Regions from separate parts of the Sus scrofa genome. Here region 2 is linked to region 1. Evidence: chromatin contacts called from public Hi-C data. All regions are on one chromosome and are shown on one strand. Each heading gives the region's core, a stretch centred on a gene start, on an enhancer-like site or on the middle of the called end of the contact. The rest is flanking DNA. Distances are from core to core; before and after follow the strand shown. Region 1 holds the start of NDUFA4 (NDUFA4, mitochondrial complex associated). Region 2 holds the start of PHF14 (PHD finger protein 14).

Region 1 (4,629 bases), core at 11-2,510:
CCCTAAATATCTCTTGAGTCTTATCTTCATCATAACATTTCCTATAGGAGTCTAAGCTATCATTATCTCTCACATAGACTATTGCAATGGCCCCTTAACCAGTCCCTCCTACAAACCTGATCCCTCACCTATTCTCACTCTTCAAGTTCCAGCCATAGCAGGCTGTCCTCAGTTTCTCAAATCGTCTCCTTACTTTCAGACCTTTACATCTATTACCTCTGTTGTATACACTTGCATGTTTTCACTGGATTACTGTCTACTCCTCCTTCAGATCCAACATTGCCTTCTCAGAGGAGACTTTCTTCTTTCTAGGCCCAATTACTTCTGATCATTTGGTTAATGCTCTAAACTACCTATGAGGTTGGAAGGTATTCAAGTTGTCCCCAGCGTCCCCTAAAGCCTGCTCCAGGGAAGGCTTTCGAGGTTTAACAACAACAAAACAACCCCCTCCCCCCGCAACAAACAAATAACAAACCCAAAAAAGAAATAAGGGAAAATTGTATTGGGGTACTAGTAAAGATTGTGTGTAACCACACGACCAATAAAAAATATTTTGAGAATGCAATTTCGGGCCCAGGGAGAGGGGAAAGTAGCAAGGTCGCAAAGGTCTTCGTGGTGTTGAACACTCAAGCAAGGAATGGAAACTGAAGGTTTAGAGTCAAACTGACAGGACTATTGCCATCTTTAAATCATTTAACAGTTTCTAACTTCTGCCCGTAAACGACAGTTAAGGACACAAAGCAGCTGCAGTATTTTTAAACCGCAGTCGCTGACCTTAGCAGCTAGAGACGCGACCTGACCTCCAGGCGCGCGGCACTCGGCAGCCAGAGCCACCGCACAGCTCCCTCTGCGGCGGTCAGGGCGGGTGACGCGCGGCCGGCACGCGCGCGCCCAGTGACGCCATGCGCGGACCAGGCTCGCAGGCGCCTAGTAAGAGGACCCCGCTCCGGGAGCGCGAGGCCTGTCCGTTCTCCTGCCCGCCCCGGCCCTAAACAAGGGGCCTCCTGAGAAACTGCCTGTCTAGTCAATCGAAGGATTCTAGTTTTGACGCAAAAAATTACTCATCATAGCATGGGAATGAGAATGTTTCGCTTTGCAGAGGAACACAGTTGGTTTGTCCAGGCTACATCGCTGGATCAAAGCAGGCACTGTTTAGGACAGCTGCATCCGGGCCCTCCTGCCGCAGCTACCCTCCAAAGCCAGGGGTCCTTCAGGTAGGAGGTCCTGGGTGACTTTGGACGTCCGCTCCTGATCTGCGCAGATCCTGCTTAGTCCCCGACCTTGCAGGTTAATTTTCTTTGCCCTCTAGGCTCGAGGCCTCTGTCGCTACCATGCTTCGCCAGATCATCACGCAGGCCAAGAAGCATCCTAGCGTGAGTTCCTATAACCCTTTTCCAATGTCTTCAGTTGCCCATCCTGTGTCCGGTTGGGTCGGCTTCAGACCCCTGGGAGGGATCTTCCTCTTTCGCAGCCACTCACTGTTTCTCCAGTCTTAACCTCCTGGTTGCCCCATGACCTTGATCTCTGACCTTCCACGCTGTGCATCGTGGAGTTGGGACTGGCAGGCGGAAGGTGAGGGATGCTGTCCAGGAAGATGATATGTTGAAACAGTGGTGGCCGAGTCCTTTTGCAGGTTGGTCTGATCAAGAGGGCTGTGTGGATTAGAGATTAGCAAAGGTCAGGTACCCTATTTGTTGTGCTGTCTGTTAAGGGTTTTACATTCATTGCATTGGACTACCAAGCTTTGAGGCACATGTGAAGGTCTCTGATCTTGGAATCCTCAGTTTGTCTTGATGTCTGGACATTTTTGAATATTTTAGTAGCACAGAATTTGATCCCATTTGAGTTATTTTATATCTCTAATTTTGCATATTAACGTGCTGGGGTTCTAGAACTCAGTTACCCAAGCTTTAATCTTTATCTTAAACCCAGTTGCCTAAATACGCATTAAGCATTGATAGTATGTTTTCAGATATTATGCGTAAAATCTCCATTTGTAATAGGTGTATTTCTGTTTGGTCATTCAGATTCTAACAGAATTATGTTTTTCATAACATCTATATTGAAACAAGCTTAAGTAATTTGCCAGGAGGTTGATTTTGAAACCTTAAGGTGAAAGAAACTGAGAAATTTAATGGGAGTGATATATCAATATTAGAGTGGTGAAGGAGACAGCGTATTTTCTTGAAAAATTTAAAATTTGAGTATAATTTTTTCCACATTAAACCATAATCTTCTTACATTCTTTGGAAATTCCATTTCTTTCCTTTGAACGTAGTTATTAGAAATCTTAACCTCAGTATGAGGTCCATCTTCATTTAGATTTTAAGACAAGATCAAAAACCAGTAATTTGAGACTTGGGAATCAATGTGTAGAAACTACCGTAGTTATACGTTTCTATTAGAATGTAGGTAGTTGAAGATGGCTGTTAATTTTTGTCTTGTTTTGTTTTTCGTTCTAGTTGATCCCCCTCTTTGTATTTATTGGTGCTGGAGGTACTGGAGCAGCACTGTATGTCACACGCCTGGCATTGTTCAATCCAGATGTCTGGTAAGTCCTTAAAAATATTTAGAACTTTGATGGTTCATCAAACTGGTTTAGGAACCACACAGTCTTTCTAGGGAGACACCATCAAGTAGTAGAAAGAACCTGAATTTTGTAGTCATACAGTAAGTTCAGGTCCCACTTCTACTGGTGTCTTTTACTTTTCTTGGTTCGTGAAATTATCTAGATTTCTTTGAGTCTCATTTTCTCATGGTTTGAGTGGAGCTGCTCATACCCATCTCGTAGTGTTGTGAAAATTGAGACAATAATAACTTAAAAAAATACTTTGTTGGGGTAGCTGGTACATTTAAATGTTTTTTGCATGTTTTTCCGCAATAAGTAATGCTTCTTTTTGAAGTTGGAAAACAATATAGACATGGAAAAGTTTGAGTCATTGTTATTCTGTGCACTTTTCTATATATCACTTTATTGATGAGATAGAAAATATTAGTAAAAGCCAAGTATAAAGTTTCTTGTAACAGAGGTAGGAACAAGAACAACTGCCCTAAGAGGTTTTGTGTTCTTTTTCTAATTAATTATGTGAGATTGCTTATTATGGATTCTATCTCTGTTTCAACTCTATACTCCATTTTGAAAATAGCATCAATACTTTACCTAGGAATGAGATTGATCTATTTGAAATACTAGTTTCTTGAATACAAAAATCTGTTTCAAAGTGTTTACTGTAACAGTTACAATGTTTTATTTTAGTTGGGACAGGAAGAATAACCCAGAACCCTGGAATAAACTGGGTCCCAATGATCAATACAAGGTAAGCTACAAAATTGCTTCAGAATTGCTAGAAAGTGTATTTTAATAAATTTTGTCATGAAACAGGTTTAAGTATTTTATTTCTGGCCTTCAGACATGGATGGGAAATGAAGATAATGTCTCAATTCTGCTAGTTTAACTAAGGAAAAGAAAGATAATATATATATTTTTCACTTTTTTTTTCTTTTGTGTATTTAGGGCATAGGGAGGTTCCCAGGCTAGGAGTCCAGTTGGACCTGCAGCCACCAGCCTACACCACAGCCATGGTGATGTGGGATCCAGGCCGCATCTGCAGTCTACATCACAGCTCATGGCAATGCTGGATCCTTAACCCACTGAGCGAGGCTAGGGATTGAACCATCGTCCTCATGGATACCACGGGTTCATTAACCACTGAGCCACGGCAGGAACTCCAAGAAAGATAATTTAGTTCTTATTTAACATTTTCTTAGACCTTGGGTAGTGTAGGGCAGTGGTTCTCAAACTTCCTTGTACATAGGCATCATCTGGAGAGGTTGTTAAAACATTCTGCACCTCCATCCCCTGGAGACTGTGATTGAGTTGATATGTTGTGGAGACTGAAAATTTGTCTTTTTAATAAGGTTTCAGATGGTGTTGATACTGTTAGTCCATGGACCACACTTTGTGTAGCACTAATCTAGTAGCTCCTTTGGTTGTCTATTCTTTCTTGTTGGTGTGGTTAAAATATTTCAGGTGAGAATTAGAAGAAAGAAATGAAAGTCAAGTAAAACTTTGATTTTTATTATAAACCTTGTAGGTAAATTTTTTAACATCATTATGGAAAAGTAGTTTGTGAAACTACTCTTCCAAGGAATGATTTCATGGACTTAGGCCATTTACTTTTATTTATTAATTTTACTGATGTGTAATTGACATAACAGTGTAAGTTTGAGGTGTTCAAATTGTTGGTTTTATGCATTTATGTATTACAGTATGATCACTACAGTAGTGTAAGTTAACACCCTTATCATAACATGACTACCACTTTTTGGCATTGAGAACAATTAAGACAGTCTCTTAGCAACTTTGTGAAGATTATAATAAAATATTGTTGACTATAATCACTATATTGTGCTTTAAATCTCTAGAACTCATTGATTTACTAGTTGCAAGTTTGTGTCTTTGATATTTCCCCATTTCCCCATCTCCCAGCCCTTAAAAGCCACCATTCTACTTTCTGCTTTTACAAGTTCAGTTCAGCTTTTTAAGATTCCTTTTAAGTGATATACAGTATTTGTCTTTCTCTGTCTCACCTTACTTAGCATAATGACCTCAAGGTTCATCTATGGTAT
Region 2 (4,325 bases), core at 648-3,147, 33 kb before region 1:
TTAACTTTATATTGACATTTTAAACAAAATCGATTATTTTTAAGAAAAGTCTGAAAATCAGCTCAACTCCAGAAAGCTGGGGAAAGGGAAGCAAGAAGGAAACATTTACCTGAAGCATCTCCAACTTTAAAATCACTGTCATCTGAACTATCATAATCGAGAGCTTCTAGGAGAGAAGCTGCCAAAGGCTTCACCTGCCTCCTCTTGGAGCTGCGATCCACTGTTAAGAAAAAAAACATCACATCGTCATTCACAATCACACCAAGCACAGGGTAAAGCTGTGGTGCTGAGGGAAGGCTCAGATAACCTCCTGCAGGTGGTGCAAACCTTTGCCTTAATTCAATTCTCAGCAAAAGGTGAGATGGGAAGGTTGGCCTGGGGAGGGTCAGGCAGCCACACTGGCAGCACCAGTCCCTCAGGTGCAGCAAATGCGAACCCAGGCCGACCAAGATTGAAACTGACCCTCTTTAAAAATCTTGTTTCTGAGATTCGCTCGTAATCTCTCACTTAGACATCTTAACAGTCAGTATGAAGAAAATGCAAAGCGCAGGGAATATAAAAGGCAATGTTCATTCTCACGGACCTTGGAACCTGGGGGAACGTCCACAAAAGGTCCGACTTCCCCCAGGACCCTCCCACCCCTGCCCTACTCCCGCCGGCCCTGACTTCTGCAAGGACTGAAATGGATCTGTCTGCCCGCGGACGCCTCTGACACACTTACTAAGGAATCCGAGGTGGTCGTTTGAAGGAGACCTAGGGAGAGGCTTCGAGAGCCCAGGTAGCGCCGAGGTCGAGGACTGAGACCGCGGAAACAAGTCTGAAAGATGCTATTTAAAAACAGGCGGCGCCGCGGACTAACCAGGGCGCCCTAAGTGCCCCCCCCCCGTGGTTCCCCTCCCGCCCCCCCGGCCCCTAGTCCTCAGAGAACCGGCCCCGGCAGCTCTGGTGGCTTCCCTTGGCTCTCCCCGGCCAGAGGCGCCCTCCGGCCCAGGCAGCGCGGCCAACCCGGCAGCCCTGGGGGGTTAATTTCCCCCGACAAAACTCTTAGGAAAAAAAAATAATGAAAGAAAGAAAAACTTTATTAGCCTGCAACAAAAGACCCAGAATTTGCACAGTCCGAGGCCGGTTGTCTAAGACAATAGGGAAAGCAACGACCCGGATACAGCTCTGAAGAGAAGGAAGTGAAAACTCCAGCCAGAGAGCAGCCCTAAGATCAGCTCAACCTGAGAGCGCATGCTCTGGACTCGCCTCCACTCTCGCTTCGGGAGGAGGAGCCGAACGGAGCCGGACGGAGCCGAATGGAAGCCGAGACGGAGCCCAGCGCAGCCGCGCATTACGGAGCCGGAGCCCAGAGGTCTCCAAGACCCTCCTTCCGCAAACTTCTTAGGCCCAGTCTTCAGTCCAAATCTGGGGGAAGCCAGTTTTTGTTTCTGATAAGACGGCAGGATGTGTGTCCCCATGAATGTGGAATAGTGCTTTTCATACACTTCGGGAATTTATTTTTTGAGGTGAATGTTTAAATCTGTATAAACATGAGAAAAGTATGTACAATTGGATTTGTCAGTCCTTGCGAAACGCCATGTTTGTTCACATACAGGTTTATTTTTTTAAAAACACTGAAAATCTGAGCAATATTAGTACTTTTTAAATGTTTATATTTCAAAGGTAGAGAAAAATTTGGATGAAACTGATTCAATTCACTCATTTATTCCGCCAATAAAAGTGTTGAAATCTTTTGTGAATGAATTAAATTTTGTAACACTAAATTTGAAAAATTAGTAAGTACTTATTGTACAATTTATGGAATAACTACATAGTGGCTAAATCTTCAGCAAGAGAGTTGTTATCTTTTCCCTGCCAGATATTAAGGCATAGTTGAAGATACAAGCAAAAAAAGTGAGCAATTGCTATTGTGAAAAGTGCTGCCAGGGGAAAAAGTACCCATGCTAGGAGAAGAGAAGTCTTCCTGCAGAAAGTTACATTTAGATCCAGATATAGCGTCTAAACTGGGAAAGGGAGGAAAAAAAGACAGGTTCTAGACCAAAGAAAGGACATGTGCAAATGACAAGGACTAAGAACATGGCTAGTCAGATTCCTCAAAACCTGGGCAACCTCTAATGCCTCAGGACTTTCCAACCTAACGTTACTGTAACCTCATCTTTCTCTGTTCCTCATCACTGCTAAAAATGCAATTTCTCTGAACCTTCAATCTCTGAACCTTTAGTTCCCTAACCCAAACTACCACTGCCCACTCAAACTTTTCTATTGTGCCAAAGAAACTTTCATTCTGAAATTTTAATACTTAGAAAGCCCTTTTCCCTTCCAATGATCATTCTTGTACCTCTCTGTATAAAATGGAAAATTGCCCTGCAGGCCTCTCAAATGAAAGCCCCTCCTTTTCTCAGCATGGAAAGGTGGCATCTGATCTTTAATGCTCCCCACTTGCTTTCAGAGCTGTTATTTCTCCAATCAAAATATTTATTTTCCAAACCCTTGGCCATTGCCTATTAGCAATCATTTTTTAAACTTTCAGTTTTGGATTAATTTTAGATTTATTGAAGTGTACAAAGATAGTACTGAATTTCTTTATACTCTTTATTTTCTTGGTCACACGCATGGCATGTGGCAAGTTCCCAGGCCAGGGATCAAACCTGAGCCACAGCAGCGACCCAAGTCACTGAAGTGACAATGCCACATTCTTAACCTGCTGTGCCACAAGGGAACTCCAGTTGCTTTGTATTCTTCACATAGCTTCCATTTAATGTCAATACATGCATAACCCTGGAAATTTATAAAACTAAAAATTAACAATAGTACAATAGCATGAATAATACAATTAAGTAAAATTCAAATTGTACTAGTTTTTCCACTAATATCCTTTTTCTGTTCCAAGGGCCAATCCAGGGGATTATATTACATTTAGACTTGTTTAAACTTTGCAATTCATGTGTTAAAAAAATTTTAAATATGAAAAGAAAAAAGGTAAGGAAATAAGGAAGGGAGGGAGGAAGGGGAAGGGGAAAGGAAGAAAGAAGGAAGGAAAGAAAGAGGGAAAGAAAAAGAAAGAAAGAAAAAGAAAGAAAGAAAGAAAAGAAAGAAAGAAAGGAAAGAAAGAAAGAAAAGAAAGGAAAGAAAGAAAGAAAAGAAAGGAAAGAAAGAAAGAAAGAAAGAAAGAAAGAAAAGAAAAAGAAAGAAAGAAAGAAAAGAAAAAGAAAGAAAGAAAAGAAAGAGAAAGAAAGAAAAGAAAGAAGGAAGGATGGAAAATAGCTGATTCCTTTTTTTGATGTGCATTTAATAATTGTGGAAGAGACTGACAATCATCTCCCAATACCTTTTATCACCTTCTTCTTCAAAAATAAACTTTAACTAGTCACAAGCTTTCTAAGAATAAAGACTGCATTCTTTAATTTGAAGTTATGTGCAATTATGTAATTAAATTCCAATTAATGCAATGTTAGAAAAAAATATGTGCAATTTTCAGGAAATGACGTTAAACTTTTTCCTCCCTTTTCTGGTTGCCTTTTTTTTTTTTTTCTCTCACCTAACTGCCCTTGCTAGAATATCCAGTGTGCAATTGAACAAATGTAGGAGAGCTGACTTCCTTGTCTTCTGATCATAGGAGGATAAACTGATAGATTTTTGAGAAAACTTACATATATATAAGAATATATATAGGTGTACAGCATTATAATTTGACAACTGTGTACACTACAAAGTGATCACCACCAGAGTCTATAGTTACCATTCATCACCATACACTTGACCTCCTTCACCCATTTCACCCCATCCCCTTCCTCTCTAACGAATAATCTGTTCTCTGTATCTCTAAGTTTGTTTTTGTTTTATTTTCTGTGTTCATTTGTACTGTTTTGTCTTTTTAGAATCCACATATTAGTGAAATTATATGGCATTTGTCTTTCTCTGTTTGACTCATTTCACTTATTATATATATATATAATACTCTCAAGGCCCATCCTTGTTAATGCAAATGGAAGGAATATGTTCTTTTTGTGGCTGAATAGTATTCCATTGTATATATCTACTGCTAACCTCTGAACAACTCAGAAATTAGGGGCATTGACCCGCCACGTAGTCAAAATCTGAGCACTGCTATCTCTAATCAAAAACAGGGAAGTGGGTAAGTGACTCACCCAAGGGCAGGAAGCAGAAACAGTTTTGATAGCATCAGGATTGAAACTTTAGATCATTTGAGTCCACAAGTTGTGATCTCTAATCAAACACACAAACTTTTCCCCACACCTAGCTAATTTAATGATCTGTAAAAAGAAACTACAGGTACTACATTTACTGAAAAAAAATTCAAG

Evidence for each region. A called contact is a pair of places that touch in the nucleus more often than the background predicts.
Region 2: a contact with region 1 is called in a Hi-C map of skeletal muscle, with 2.9 times the contacts expected there. The contact joins the promoter of PHF14 here to the promoter of NDUFA4 in region 1. A contact is called at or near these places in 1 of 5 promoter capture datasets (liver), 11 of 47 Hi-C or Micro-C datasets (adipocytes, alveolar macrophages, heart right ventricle and 3 more) and 2 of 2 datasets of contacts at active chromatin or transcription factors (alveolar macrophages and skeletal muscle).

Annotation. Positions count from the first base shown.
Region 1 is chr9:80,640,640-80,645,268 of Sscrofa11.1, reverse strand. It overlaps NDUFA4 (NDUFA4, mitochondrial complex associated), which reads left to right and starts at 1,260. Exons shown (of 4, transcript NM_001097468.2): 1 at 1,260-1,373; 2 at 2,463-2,551; 3 at 3,257-3,317. The coding sequence starts at 1,332.
Region 2 is chr9:80,674,757-80,679,081 of Sscrofa11.1, reverse strand. PHF14 (PHD finger protein 14) reads right to left here and starts at 1,897. Exons shown (of 19, transcript XM_013979728.2): 1 at 722-1,897; 2 at 110-220. The coding sequence starts at 722.